5 separate regions of the Mus musculus genome follow, and all the other regions are linked to region 5. The links are chromatin contacts, called in public HiChIP or PLAC-seq and promoter capture Hi-C maps. All regions are on one chromosome and are shown on one strand. Each heading gives the region's core, a stretch centred on a gene start, on an enhancer-like site or on the middle of the called end of the contact. The rest is flanking DNA. Distances are from core to core; before and after follow the strand shown. Region 1 holds the start of Gas2l1 (growth arrest-specific 2 like 1). Region 2 holds the start of Castor1 (cytosolic arginine sensor for mTORC1 subunit 1). Region 3 holds the start of Osm (oncostatin M). Region 4 holds the start of Ap1b1 (adaptor protein complex AP-1, beta 1 subunit). Region 5 holds the start of Uqcr10 (ubiquinol-cytochrome c reductase, complex III subunit X).

Region 1 (2,700 bases), core at 118-2,617, 360 kb before region 5:
TTTCTCCCTCATCTATACTCACACACTCACCTCACTAACATACATCATCAGTTTTCAACAGGCAGTCAAGATCCAGCATCCCCTCTCCCCATTCAACCTAAACCACTTGCCTCCCTCAGAGGCTTCCCTGACCCTGACCCTGACGCTGCAACAACAGCAGTTACAGGAGCCCTTATGGCTGCTACGTCAGCCTCTCCTAAATTCCTCCTTAGAGAGAGGCCTGGGATCCCAACAGAGAGAGCACACCATGAGTTCAAAGCCAGCTCAGGCTACATAGCAGAACTCTGTAAAAGTAATGACATGGTGGAACATTCCTTTAATCCCAGCACTCAGGCGGCAGAGACAGGCAGATCTCTATGACTTTTGAGGCCAGCCTGGTCTATATAGGGAGTTCCAGGCCAGCCTGGTCTACATAGTGAGATCCTGCCTCAAAACCACAACAAACTCCAACAATAATAATTTAATAATAATTAACAAATAAACCGGGGGCTGGGGAGATGGCTCAGTGGTTAAGAGCACCAACTGCTCTTCCGAAGATCCGGAGTTCAAATCCCAGCAACCACATGGTGGCTCACAACCATCCGTAACAAAATCTGATGCCCTCTTCTGGAGTATCTGAGGACAGCTACAGTGAACTTACATATAATAAATAAATCTTTAAAAAAAAACAAACAAATAAACCTCTCTTCCATGACCTTTGAAAAGCATGGTCCACAAGGCCCTAATGTTTCACCACTTCAGCCTTGCAAACCTACCCATTTTTCTTTCCTTCTTCCTTCCTTTCCTTTTTTTGAGATAGGCTTCCTCAGTGTGAAAAACTTTCCCTCTAGATGACTCTCAGCTTCCTCCGTCGCCTCCTTCCTTGATCTGAGTTAAAATTAAGTCCACACACCCCCACAAGATTTCCAGTCTCTCTCCAGCATCTCACTCCTCTCTCGGGCGACAGTAGGGGGCAGGATTCCCTAGATCTTCCAGGTTCCTCCTAAGGCGTGTAGTTGCCCCTGCCACACCCCCTCTTTTAACCTAACCCGCAGCCACCTTCCGATCCCTGAGCCTCATCGTCCTTGTACCTTAAGCTATCCCTGGGCCGTCCTGCAGGAAGAGCACCCAGTTATCTGACTTGCAGAGGTCCACCCGGGACGGAGGTGACTCTGCAGTCCCCGGCCCCTATCGCTTCCGGGGAGGCCACTGTCACGGGGGAAGGACAGCTGAAAGGATCTGAACCCCGCCTAGGAAGACCCAGACCCGGAGTTAAAGGGGGGGTGAGGTGGGGGTGATGCCTTAGGGCCTAAGGCCCGAGAAAGGCACGGCCCCTTTAAGAGCGCAGCTCCGCCCCTTCCTGGCCGGATCCAAATTCCAGGGGGGCGGGGCAGAGCGGACGCCTGGAAGCAGCGATCTCGGGCGACGCCTGTGTGCGGCGGCGCGGCCCGGCTCCGGCCCCGCCGGGGCGATGCTCCCCGGGGCGGCGGGGTGAGCCAGGTGAGCGCGGGGACCCCCAGGAGCCCTAGCCAGAGTGCCTGGAGGTGGGCCGGGCGGTGCGGGCTCTCTGCTTCCCAGGGCTGTGTGACCCTGACTGGGCACTCACCCTCTCTGGACCAGGCCTCGAGCACTGCGGAGGCTCGCGGGGGCCGTTCGGAGTCCCGGCCTTTCAGGCACCAGCTCGGGCGGCTTTTCGCAGCAGGAATCCGGCCTGCCTGGGTGACCCGATTCCTCCACCCACTGCTCTGCGACCTTCGGCGAATGCCTGCCCTTACTGCGCCTCAGTTTCCTCATCTGTAGAATGGAGACGCGGTCGCCGCTCAGCCTGTGGCGCGGCCCTTAGCGGAGAGGAGAAGGGAAAGGCGGGACTTCGTGCAGGTTATGGGCTGAGCAATGGAAACAGTCTCTCCGTGGTTCTGGGCGAGGCTCCTCTCCTGTCCCTCCCTACCCACATGTCTTCATGTTTTTAAATGGCATTTCTTCCTCGTGGGTGCCAACTTGTCCCCAGCCACCCTCTCCCGACCAGCCAGACAGCAAACATAAACACTACAATGGTGTAAATGTTACTGAGTCCCTTAAAGCAGGTCATGGCACCGTGAGAACAATGTGGTGCTACGTTTGCTTGTTCACAGCTTGCTCTTAAACTTAGCGTCTCCCCTGAGTGGCGGGCTGGTAGAGGTGGACCATTCTGAACCCTTTCGAGTCTTCACAGCAATCCTGACCTATGTCCCCACAGTGACTCCACTGGCTCTGGGCATGGCGAACCCAGTGGCGGGCATCGCAGGCTCTGCCGCCAAGAGTGTGCGACCCTTCCGATCCAGTGAGGCCTATGTGGAAGCCATGAAGGAAGACCTGGCCGATTGGCTCAATGCTTTGTACAGTCTAGGTCTCCCCGGCAGTGGCGATGGCTTCCTCACGGGGCTGGCCACAGGCACAACCCTGTGCCAACATGCCAACGCTGTCACCGAGGCTGCCCGGGCTCTGGCTGCTGCCCGTCCAACCCGAGGTGTGGCCTTCCAGGCACACAGTGTGGCGCCTGGCTCCTTCATGGCCCGAGACAACGTGGCCTCTTTCATCGGCTGGTGCCGGGCTGAGCTGGGCGTGCCTGAAGTGCTCATGTTTGAGACAGAGGACCTGGTGCTACGCAAGAACGAGAAGAGTGTGGTGCTCTGCCTGCTGGAGGTCGCCCGGCGTGGGGCGCGCCTTGGCCTGCTTGCCCCG
Region 2 (2,700 bases), core at 93-2,592, 490 kb after region 5:
AGACTCCAGGCCTTAGAGGATGGGGCAAGCAGGCAGACATGGAAGCCAGAAGTCATTTCCCCGGTCCCAGTCCTGAACAGGGACAAGGGCCAGGGTAGCTGTTGTTCACTCAGACTCAGCCAGGAGGCCCTGGACCCTGCTCTGGGCTTGCTGCCTGCCCCTGCATTCCTTCCCTAACTCTCAGCCGCCTAGGCTTCCCAAGCCAGTAAGGGAGGGGCTGCTTTCCACTGGGGAGACAAGTCCAAGAAGAAATAATGTTCAGGGTAAAACAGCTGCAGGAACCCCTTTATTTTCCCCTAAAACTGTGAGACACCATGGCCACCTGTGCTGGCCTGGGACTCATATTCAGCTCCGTGTGGGTTTTACGTTTATAAAACTCTCACAAATTTTGTCAAACGGTCACGACTCCATCCCACACAGTACTTCAGTGAGTGATGGAAGGTTTGAACCCGGACCTATATTCCTTTGGGGTCTAAGCTCTCTGGGAAGCTGGATCCCTAAACTTAGTAAGAATACTGCTTAGAGGCAAACAAGGAACCAGTTCCGACCTTTAAAGCCCTCCTCATCCACCATGAGAGTGTAATCTTCCGGAGTCTCAGTCAGGCTGAAGAACTTGCACCTAGGAGGAGGGAAGGGGTGGGAAGACTTTCAGCCTAGAGTGAATGGAATGGAGACAGCAAATGAAGTCTGCTCCAGCAGCACTAAAGGACCCCCCACCAGGAGCCTTCCGGACCCGCACTCGGGCCTCACTCTCTTCCTTGGATCAATGAGTCTAGATCCCATATTTGGGATCTCCCCTCCATTCCACAGAAGTGGAAGGCTTTGGGTCCCCCTGGACAACTCTCAAAAGTTAACGTGAGGAGACTAGAAAGGGGCTACAGCCTGCCAAGGAACACATGCCCCCACTACACTGCCTACTCCAGGCAGTTTGCACCTTGACAAGCCCTGGGAGCGGGGCCCTCCGGGCCGGATAGGCGGCGTCGCAGAAAGGGTAAGGCCCAGGCTGGATGATGGCCAGAGTGGCTAGCGTCCCCACCCGGTACCCGCTGCTTCGCGGCGACTCTAGTCCTCCGCCCCTGGCCCAGAGGGGCAGAGGAGCCTCCACCCGCCCGACCTGCGCTCGTGAACCCGGGTGCGCACCGACTGCGACAGGGCAGGAAGAGCAGCTTGATGAGCGGGTGGGTGTAGAGCCAGAGGCCCGGACGGGCAATGCTCAGTACTCGCACCCGGTGCTCTAGGATGTGAAGTTCCATCGCAGATACGGCAGCCCCGGCCTGGCCGCCAGCGAGACCTAGGCAGGAGGCGATGCGGTGGCGCCGGGCTTAAAGAAGCACCGCCCGCTACCGGTCCGCCCAGCCAGGGATCCACACTTCGGCGGCCACGCCCCACAGCCACTGTGAAGTGGCCACGCCTCCTCCTGAGCCCTGCCTACCGGGCGCTGCGGGCTGCCTTCAAACTCTGCCAAAGCCACTCTTCTAGCCCTCACCCATCTGAGTCCTTCAAGGACACGCCCCAGACACGCCCTTTCCGCTGGACGCCCGCTGTGTTGGGTTTGGGAACGTGCTGGAAGCTCCTGGTCCCCTCCCTGTCTATCCTCCAGGCTCGCACGTGGGCTTTATGGTTAAAGCCACTAAAACGCAGAGCCTGGCGGTGGTAAGTGTGTATCTTTAATCCCAGCACTAGGGAGGCAGAGGCAGGCAGATCTCTGTGAGTTCGAGGCCAGACTAGTCTACAGAGTGACTTCCAGGACAGCTAGAACTACACAGAAAAACCCTGTCTGGACTGTAGGAAGGCTGGAAGCCGGGCTGGAGCTCTGTTGGGGCCAGAGCTGTCCATAAATCTCCGGAGTGGGGAGGTTAGGCTGGAGACCCGCGGAACAGCTGAGTTGGAGCCTATCTTCCTTTTATTGCCGGGGGTAGGGGGCAGGGACTGCAGAGCTGACAAGGACAGTAAGGACTAAAGATCCCTAAGAATGGGGTGCCCAAGGTTGGTTTGATAGTACTGCAACCCTATCTTGTTGTTGTTTCGACCAGCAAAACCTGGCCGGTGTGGCAGTTTTTAGTCAAACAACTTCTGAAATAGAATGCTCCCCACTGAGGGGAGGAACCGAAAAAGGGTCCTCCTCTCCTGTCTAAGCAACATACTATGGACTCTGAATCTTTTTTTAAATTTTATTTATTATATGTAAGTATACTGTGTCTTCAGGCACACCAGAAGAGGGTATCAGATCTCATTTCGGATGGTTGTGAACCACGTGGTTGCTGGGATTTGAACTCGGGACCTTCGGAAGAGCAGTCAGTGCTCTTAACTGCTGAGCCATCTCTCCAGCCCTTACCCCTAGATTCTGAATCTTATTCCAGGGACAACCCTAAGTACCTGAAGTGAGAATGCCCAGGGCTCAGACACTGAGGGGACAGGCCATAGTATTTGAGGTTCCCTGGGTATCAAACCAGAGACCTCCCTGTTGAAGTTTTCTTAAAGCGTCTCATCATTTGCAGAACTCAACTGGCCTGAACACATCTAAATTAGCTACAGATCCAAGAAGGCCCCTAAGCACTGGCAGACACCCCAGTGATCAAGGTTTAAGAAAACCCCAAGGCTGAGCAGAAACGAGCAAGCACAGGTTGATTTCACGGCAGGATGGGGCATGCTCCAAAGGGCCCTTGTTTGGCCCAGACACTCGGCTTCAGGTTGGAGGCT
Region 3 (2,792 bases), core at 270-2,769, 470 kb after region 5:
GGGGCTACCACCTTCCACCATAAACCAAACAGGGTGAAGGAGATGGTGGTGGCTGCAATTTCCCTGCAGCTCTTCGGGGAGAGGTTGGGTTGTAGCCTCCAGCATCCCTGTCCTGACTTTATGGCATAACGAACAGACAAGAGAGTCCTCTATAAGATATCTGGCCTCATACAAGGGTTAGCTCTGTCCTAAGACTGACAGGTTAAGTTCCTGACTACTTTATAGACCTTAACATTCCCTGTAGGCAGAATAGAGTTGACCAGGGGTCTGTCCTGAGGTGCAGCCCCAGGGCAGCAGGTCACCTAAGCTCTTTTCACAGAGCCAGAAAAAGCACCTCTCCACTCACTGGGCCAGCCAGTGCTGACGGCCATTCTGCTGAAAGGTGAGCAAGATGCGAGAGGAAAGCCTGTCCAGGTCACCCATGCTCAGCACTCGCCCTGCCCTTCCTGCCACCGACACACGAACCCCTAACACACGCACACACCAGGACTGCTGGGAGCCCAGGAGAAGGTTGTAGGGGTGAGGGCAGATGATCATAGTTCCAGCTCGCAGGCCCCCACCCTCACAGGCACCGGCAGCCACGTGGTCGGAAGGGGCCTGTGGTGCAATGGCCCGGAAGGCTACGACACCATCCTTCCCTTCCTACAAACCAACCAGCCCCACCCCACCCCACCCCCTCGCCCCTGGGGAGGGCCTGTAGCCCAGGCGTGCCAACCACAAGTCCCCTCCCCATCTTCCCCCGTGTCTGCAGCTACACTGCCAGTGAGGGTCCACAGCGAGCTTGTAACAGGTGCACATGGACCAGTGCCTGTGGGGGTGTGCCCGTAGACCTAGGTGAGGCACTGCAGTACCTGCCCCGGTCACCGGGGGTTCTGGTCTGCAGGTGAGACTTCCTACCTTACTGAGAGGGAGGACCTGTTCCCACATAGATGGCTCTGCTTGCCTGTCCCCGTGTGGGTGTGGCTGTATGAGTGGCGGGATGATCTAAGGACCTCTGGCTTGGCTGACTTTGCATCTGCCCCAGACCCCGAGAATTGAATCAGAGCAAGAAGTGAGCCCCTTGCTCCATTTCCGCGCAGATCTGGAACTTCCTTCTCTGCTCATCCCCTACCTGCCTTGGGCTTCTCCAGACTCTTCTCACTCTTTCTCCTCTTCCCTCATGCCCTGGTCCCCGGCATGGTCTCTCTCACGCCTCCCTCTGGAATACCTTCCAGAAATACTACGTTTCCACCTGTGGCTATGCTGGGGTCTCAGTGGATCCCTGCCCTACTAGTTCTCCCTCTCGTCCACATCCTTCACTTGATCTACAGCTCCCAAGGGCAGAGGGTGCCTACAGCAGCCAGTTGGCCCAGCTGCGCCCTGGGATGGTAGAAAGGAAGGAAGTACTTACTGAGCAGTGTTCTTAGAAGCCGTGTCTGCATACTGGGTCCTGGTACTCTGGCCCGTGCCTCTCAGGGGTGACACAGCTTGGCTGGGTGTCCTGCAGGCTGGCAGCCACTTTATGCCCGACGGGGCGATTGGCCAACATCTCGTGAGGTGGGTGGGGAGGGGGAGGGGGAAGGGCAGGCCTTCTGGGAACATGACCCCAAAAACCAAAGTCTCCCCAGGCGGCCAATGGGCGCCATGCGCCATGACATGCCCGCTCCTCCTCCCGTTTTCTTCGAATTCGTTCTTCGAGGTCAGCCCCACGCCCAAGGATGATGTAAACCGCAGCCTCAGCCTTCTTGGGGTGAGCGGGCAGCACGGGGGTCCGTATCATCTTCAGGGATCAGTCCAGGGGTCAGAGCACGACTTGCAAGGGAGGCCACCCCTGGTCCAGAAACTACCAACCTCCTAGGACACGAAGGTTTAGGGCTAAAGGGAGCCAGACATCTTCCTTGTTGAGTGCCCTTCCCACCCTCTCGCTTGGGCTGTCGGGACATCTGTGAGCGGAAACCACCAGGCTCTGGGCACAGAGCCAGACTTGGGCCCCAAAGATTGTGCCTCTAATCCCAGGTCAGCATCTTCTAGCCCAACTCATTTCCATTGTCTCTATTAACTGTCCTCGCCCAGCCTTCCCAATCCCAGATCCTCTCTCTGTAGACAGGGTCCTTTAGGACCCTTGGAGCAAGAGAAATTAGAGAACGGGTTCAAAGCTTGTGACACGCTGTGTCGCTGTGTTGTCTGAGGCAAGTCACTCAGCTACTTTGAGCCCCACCTGAGAAAGCGAGAGAGAAAAGCACTCCTTGGTTCACCCCTCAAGGTCACTGCCAACATGGACATAAAAGGCAAAAAAGCCTTTGAAGAAAAAAGAAAAGACTAGGCTTGAATTCCAAGTACTGGTTTTCAGGGGATGGGATGGAGGGGGCGGGGGAGACCGGGAAGCTGTGAGCTCAGAGGGGAAGCTGGAGGGAGGGGTGGGGGAGCTGCGACAGTTGGACACAAGGTTTCACTTTCTCTGAAAGATAGCGATCCATCATGGGTGGGTCTTCTGCTTCTCCGCACTGAGGGACTGAGGCCCAGGCTGAGCCAGATCCACAGGCCATGCTTGGAAGCCACAGCACATCTGCCAAGCTAGAATGAGCATCCTTAGGCTGTACCTGCTGTTGGCCCTCATATATTCATTCAACAACCCCCCCACTCCCTATCCAGGAGGCGACTGTGCCCCCATCCACATATTCTCTGCACCTAGCAGAGTGTCCCCCTTGTTAGCAACTCCCCAGTACAGTCTAGACTAGATCCTTCTGAAGTCTTCATTTCCTCCTACTGAATTTCTTACCTCTGCCCACTCCAGGGTGCTGTTCCCTAGGGCC
Region 4 (2,823 bases), core at 217-2,716, 280 kb before region 5:
GCAAGGAAACTTTCACAGGCTCATTTCAGTTCCTTGCACTCAAGAGGAAGTAGGAAGATAGTAAGTCTCTCTTGTGTTGCTGTCAGGGAAACTAAGGTATAAGGAAGGAGCAACAAAATGTCTCTAAAGGAAAAGAGGCTCACACCCCAGGTACCAAGTCGCCTTCCCATCTCCCACGCAGACCAGTCATCCCAGGCACCATGACAGGCCAAAGGCCATCCTGTGGGCCTGTTCCCCTAGAACCTAGGACCAAAAGATCCCCCAAGGGGCCCCGTTGTTCCCCTCTTTACTGCAAAACGAATAAAGTGCAAACGGGATGAAGGGGTTGTCTGGATATCAATTCCAAGAATAGCCCAATAGGCAGGAAGACCTGAGAGCCAAAACACTGACAAAAACAACCTGGCCGAACAGCCTCCTAAGTTGAAAGTGTATCAACAGCTCCTCCTAAACATCGGATCAGACGACAGGTGAGAAGGCTGCATCCTGACACCAACTCACACAATATATTGGCGACAATATATCAAGTCACTTCTAGACCCCAAGCCAGCTCCAGGTGCCTTTCTCCCCGAGCTTTGAAGGTCTCTGGAGACCTACATAGGAAGCCTGATTTTGCCTCTACTACTCGAATGACCTTCCGTGTGTCATTTAACCTCCCGTGCCTCGGTGTCCTCGCGAGTGAGAGGGGGAAAGCAACAGTAGCTACCTTACAGAGGCAGCTGTGAGCTCAGTACACAAAGTGCTTAGCACAGAGGTTCGAAGTCAGGAAGGGCTGGAGAACCAGTGACAAGACATTCTTGTGGTGTTAGAACTAAGACAAGTGCTCCCATTCTGTCAACGTGTCCCTGAGGATCCAAAGGACGAGGGGCGGGTGGCAGAAGGCCATTTCTAGATGTTTGCCCCGTTTTGGGGGGGCGGCGGCTAAGAGATAAGGCCCTGAACGAGGAGGCCTGAGGTTGGCCGAGGAGTGGGAAGGGACAAGCAGGGCGCAGGGGAGGCCTAAGTGCAGGAGTCTCTCCGAACCGGACTGCGGACCTGAAATGACGGACGGCTTGACGCCGGGCCGCCAAGCCGTCGGGAATGAATGAGCACGCAGGCCTTTCACCTTCGCCCTCTCGCGGCTCGCAACCCTCCAGCGCAGCGTCCTCTCCGTGACCTCTGACCTCGCAGACCCCCCCCACTCCTCGGACCCCTTCGGGTTTGTTTGTTTTCCTATCTCGCCGGGCTGCCTTTTTCCTCACCCACAAATCCAAACGGCTCCGGGTGCCGCGGCTCGGCTCGCTTCAGCAGCAAAATGTCCGCAGCCTCCGCCTCCCTCTCCTCCGGTGCGTCGCAGCAGCCGGCGGCTCCAAGCTCCACGGCTGTCACCTGCCGAGCGGAAGTAAGAGGCCCGTGCGCGGAACTTCCGGTGGACGCACACCCCGGGGGCGGGGTCGAGGGTGCAACCTGGCGGGAGGGGCTGGGGACCTGTTGGGCGGGGCCTGTGTGGGAAGGGCGGGGCCTTAGCAGAGCCGGCTTTTATGAGAATTGAGGGCCTGGGCGGGCCAAGCGGCTAAGTTCAGGCTGGGATACCCTTGCTCAGAATCCCTGGCCAGGCTCCCTCTCAAACACCATGGAATCGAAAGGGTCTTGGAAGACTTTAAAGTTCATCTCTTTCTGAGTTACAGATGGGAAGACTGAGGCCAACGTTGTCTTAGGAAAAGGGAAAGTCGGAGCTACAAATCTGATCAGCTGCTGGACTGCGCCTGTCTGCTAGGCTAAAACGAGACTTTTTCTGCTGCCCTTGGAAAATTCATTGTTCTAAAAGGAAAACATAAGCTACGTCCAAGACTTCTTATCCAAGGGATACTTCACAGTGAGACCTCAACTGATACAGCCATTTCATTCCTGACTTTGGTCCTATTAATTTTCTCTTTCTAATAGATAACTTGTGTTCATCCCCTTTAAAACATTATAAAACTTCTATTCTAGCATTTTTATTAAACCAATAATATCTGCATTGCAGAAAAAAAGAAATATATTAGTGGGGGCTGGAGAGATGGCTCAGTGATTAAGAACACTGGCTGGTCTTCCAGAGGACCTGAGTTCAGTTCCCAGCAACCACACTGTGGCTTACAACCATCTGTAATGGGATCCCATGCCTTCTTCTAGTGTGTCTGAAGACAGCGACAGTGTTGTACTCATACACACAAAATAAATAATTCTTTTTAAAAAAAAAAGAAATATATTAGTAAGGAAAAAAGGCAAAACCAAAACACGTAGGCTCCTGAGAAAATCGTTTTTTAACACTTGGTTATCCTCCTAGATGTAATATGTCTGCCTTTTTATTTTATTATTTGTGTGTTATTGATTTGAGACAAGCTCTTGCTGTGTAACCCAAGCCAGCCCCATTGTTGAGCTCACAGTGATGTACTATCATGCCTGGTCTATGTAGTGCTGGGATCTAACTCAGAGCTTTTACATCCTATGCAAGCACTCTAACAACTGAATCGCTGTCACCTTGGCTGACCTGGAAACTGAAAAACCAAGCAGAAGTCTGCCTGCCTCTGTCTCACAGTGTTGGGTTTAAAGGTGTGCACAACCACACCCAGCTGTTTTTACATTCTTTAAAGTTTTGTCATAATATAATTATGACAAATTGATAAAATAGTTATGGCAAATTGATAAAATAGACAAAATAGAATTCCAGATGCTGGGGTGAAGAGATGGTTCAGCAGTTAAAAACACTGGCTGCTCTTCCAGATAACAGGGGTTCATTCCCAGAACCCACATGGCAGCTCACAGCACCCACATGGCAGCTCATGGCATCTGTGACTATAGTCCAAG
Region 5 (2,700 bases), core at 144-2,643:
CAGGCTGGTCTTGAACTCTGAGACCCACCTGCATCTGGAGTGCTGAGACTAAAGGCACCCACAACCGAGCCCACCTCTTAATTCTACCTTTCTTGCACACTTCTGCTAGCTTGCTCTGTCTATCCTACCTACCAAAATGCATCTCAAATCTGACCATTATTCTAAACCTCTCTACTCTAAATTACCTACCTCTGCAATTTCTTCTCTTCAGTTTTTGCTCTAGCAAGAAGTCAGAACGATAACATTAAAATGTAAATAGACCTCAAAGCATTCCAGCTTAAACCCATTCAGTGACTCCCTAGTGCAATTAGGAAAAGAATGACTCCTTACCCAGGACGGGATTCAAGGCCAGACTAGAGATGACTTCAGGCCACCTACTCATTAGAGGCCACTCTACACTTTCTCAAGCACCCCAGCAGTGCAGTTGCCTCTAGAAACATTATCCTGTTTACCCTGCTACAATATATTCAGTCCTCCATTAAGCGGCTACTCAGGTTTAAAGAGCAAGCAATCCGTCCAAGCATTTGGGTTTTCTCTTTTACAAAGTATTAGTTTCCAGAAGTGCTGGGCTTCCCCATCGCCCACGCACCACGGCCAGAGCGCTCCAGGAGAGCTGGGAACCTTTCTTTTACTGGGGATCATCTCAAGACCCCGAGGGGATACTCAGAAAAGTACGGTGCCTTTTACAACCAGGTCACCCATCTCCGAAGCCGGGGTTCTTGGCTTTAAAGCCTACGCTCTGGAGAACAGGAAGCAAGTGCAAAGCCACTTTCCCCCCTGAGACGTGGCTTAAGAGTTAGAACTGCAGGACCCGACTTTTGCCACCCCCAAACCTACATCTGGAGTAGGTTCAAAGGACGTTAGGCAGAGAGTCGAGATGCAGCCACAGAAACTCAGGTTCCCTGCCTCTGTATTCACTCCCCATGCCAGAAAAAGCGGATAGCGCGGACTTAGAATGAAATGCCTACTCTTCTGATTGGGAAAAGAGCCTAAAACTTGGACGCGGATGTCTCACCAAAGATACCTGGTTCCGGGCTCCTCCTCTTGAGTCCTCGCGTTGCGCTCTGCTCGCTGGGATTTGTAGTCCTTCCTAAGGTACCGAGAAGGCGGAATACGAAGGCGAGACAGCACTGGGGAAGATGGGTAAGCTAAGGGGCTTTCGGGACTTGTAGTTCAAAATAGCCAAACGCAGGAAATGGTTGAGGAGAAAAACTGAGAAATAAGTCTTATCAAATTTTGGTTGTGTGGAATATGAACATTGTAATAAACTGTTACCCTGTGCACATTATCAGTTTCTTTAATGGTTCAAAATGTCGACTCTGAGATACAGAGAAACTACAATTCCCATAAAGCAGGGCGCGTTGAAACTTTTGGAGCAAGACATTGGGTTCTACGCAAGCGCAGTGGCGCGAGTTCGGCAGTGAGGCAACATGTCGTCGCCGACGATCCCTTCGCGCCTGTACTCCTTGCTGTTCCGCAGAACTTCCACCTTTGCCCTCACCATCGCAGTGGGCGCCCTGTTCTTCGAGCGAGCCTTCGATCAGGGCGCAGACGCGATCTACGAGCACATCAACGAGGGGGTGAGGGCCTGGGCCATCCTGACCTTGGGCCCGCCTGAAGGGTGACTGGGAGGGAGGTAGGACGGAACTCAATCAAGTCTTACCAGGTCTGGGGTGAACTGTGCCCGTTAATACATCTATTTCTCTTGACATGGTGCGAGGCCTAATTGGTATGTCCTGTCACACAGTTCCACATATTCATTTGCGAAAGCTAACTCCTGACTCCTGAGACATCAGAGGACTTACGGGTCTGAACCACTCCATTAAGTCGGTGGTGAGTTGGAACTCCGACCCCTGCCGTCCTTGCTAGTTTCAAGGGCAGATTTCAGCAAGGCAGTCGTTAAAAGTAGGTCTCCTTAGACCATGTGGCTGACCTTTTAAAATTGATGTTTCAGTTCCGAAGGCCGCCCACGTAGGCTCTTTGGATTAAACGTGAAGACTATGAAACCTCAAGCCCTAACTGGCAATACTGGACTTAAAGCACTTAACCGTGGTATTGAATAAAGGTCATAGTGGATCAAAGATCCTGGGATACAGATGAGGTGCTACCGTTCATACTTAATGATACCACTGAAAGATAGCATCCTGGGAAAATGTGGGGATGAATATAAAGTAGGAAATGGCGAGCCCTCTTTGACTTAACTGTCCCACACTCTGTGCATGTTTTATGTCAAAGGTTGTGAGAGTATTGGGGAAGGTATGTTACTGATGGCCAGCATGTTCATCGACTGGTTTCTTTTTCTCGAGACAGGGTTTCTCTGTGTAGCTATTGCTGTCCCGGAGCTAGATGGTAGACAAGGCTTGGCCTTAGACTCACCCTCCTGCCTCTGCCACCTGAGTGTTGGGATTGTAGGCCTGAGCCACCACCGACCAGCTCCTTCACTGAGTGGCCTTCCTTCTTGCCTTCCTTCCTTTCTTACCTCTTTTGGTTTGTTTTTAAATTTTGTTGTTTTAATTTTATTTGCTTATGTTGTGTCTGCATGTACATCATCTGTGCTAGGAACTGGACGCAGGTCCTCTGGAAGAGCAACCAGAGTACCCTTAGCCACTGAGTCGTCTCTCCAGCCCCCTCAGGGCTCTCTGACCTGCTGCCCAGACAGGCTCTGTCTACTAGTTGCTGTATTTCCTCTGGTGGGGTAGC

The links. Promoter capture Hi-C pulls out the DNA fragments that hold promoters and counts their contacts. HiChIP or PLAC-seq counts read pairs in DNA pulled down with a chosen protein or histone mark. Capture Hi-C pulls out chosen DNA fragments and counts their contacts.
Region 1: a contact with region 5 is called in a promoter capture Hi-C map of adipose tissue. The contact joins the promoter of Gas2l1 here to the promoter of Uqcr10 in region 5. A contact is called at or near these places in 1 of 484 Hi-C or Micro-C datasets (embryonic stem cells), 1 of 115 datasets of contacts at active chromatin or transcription factors (memory CD8 T cells) and 1 of 9 other capture datasets (adipose tissue).
Region 2: a contact with region 5 is called in an H3K4me3 HiChIP or PLAC-seq map of embryonic stem cells, with 23 read pairs. The contact joins the promoter of Castor1 here to the promoter of Uqcr10 in region 5. A contact is called at or near these places in 5 of 39 promoter capture datasets (cranial neural crest, hippocampal neurons, neural stem cells and 2 more), 1 of 15 datasets of contacts at CTCF or cohesin (large pre-B cells), 4 of 484 Hi-C or Micro-C datasets (the Ba/F3 cell line, LSK cells, embryonic stem cells and 1 more), 13 of 115 datasets of contacts at active chromatin or transcription factors (the SCID.adh cell line, T-cell acute lymphoblastic leukemia, bone marrow-derived macrophages and 6 more) and 4 of 9 other capture datasets (adipose tissue, embryonic stem cells, liver and 1 more).
Region 3: a contact with region 5 is called in an H3K27ac HiChIP or PLAC-seq map of embryonic stem cells, with 13 read pairs. The contact joins the promoter of Osm here to the promoter of Uqcr10 in region 5. A contact is called at or near these places in 6 of 39 promoter capture datasets (the 3T3-L1 cell line, the SN4741 cell line, embryonic stem cells and 3 more), 1 of 15 datasets of contacts at CTCF or cohesin (large pre-B cells), 2 of 484 Hi-C or Micro-C datasets (the C2C12 cell line and LSK cells), 22 of 115 datasets of contacts at active chromatin or transcription factors (the 230-238 cell line, the SCID.adh cell line, T-cell acute lymphoblastic leukemia and 11 more) and 4 of 9 other capture datasets (adipose tissue, embryonic stem cells, liver and 1 more).
Region 4: a promoter capture Hi-C map of neural stem cells shows a contact between it and region 5. The contact joins the promoter of Ap1b1 here to the promoter of Uqcr10 in region 5. A contact is called at or near these places in 1 of 39 promoter capture datasets (neural stem cells), 1 of 484 Hi-C or Micro-C datasets (CD4 T cells), 2 of 115 datasets of contacts at active chromatin or transcription factors (effector CD8 T cells and memory CD8 T cells) and 1 of 9 other capture datasets (adipose tissue).

Annotation. Positions count from the first base shown.
Region 1 is chr11:5,063,994-5,066,693 of GRCm38.p6, reverse strand. It overlaps Gas2l1 (growth arrest-specific 2 like 1), which reads left to right and starts at 1,367. Exons shown (of 7, transcript NM_144560.3): 1 at 1,367-1,479; 2 at 1,600-1,857; 3 at 2,216-2,700. The coding sequence starts at 2,236.
Region 2 is chr11:4,216,867-4,219,566 of GRCm38.p6, reverse strand. Castor1 (cytosolic arginine sensor for mTORC1 subunit 1) reads right to left here and starts at 1,342. Exons shown (of 9, transcript NM_028022.2): 1 at 1,141-1,342; 2 at 549-619. The coding sequence starts at 1,253.
Region 3 is chr11:4,235,512-4,238,303 of GRCm38.p6, reverse strand. Osm (oncostatin M) reads right to left here and starts at 1,519. Exons shown (of 3, transcript NM_001013365.2): 1 at 1,391-1,519. The coding sequence starts at 1,421.
Region 4 is chr11:4,985,467-4,988,289 of GRCm38.p6, reverse strand. It overlaps Ap1b1 (adaptor protein complex AP-1, beta 1 subunit), which reads right to left and starts at 1,466. Exons shown (of 21, transcript NM_007454.3): 1 at 1,239-1,466.
Region 5 is chr11:4,703,037-4,705,736 of GRCm38.p6, reverse strand. It overlaps Uqcr10 (ubiquinol-cytochrome c reductase, complex III subunit X), which reads left to right and starts at 1,393. Exons shown (of 2, transcript NM_197979.3): 1 at 1,393-1,580. The coding sequence starts at 1,431. Zmat5 (zinc finger, matrin type 5) reads right to left here and starts at 1,081. Exons shown (of 6, transcript NM_026015.3): 1 at 1,016-1,081.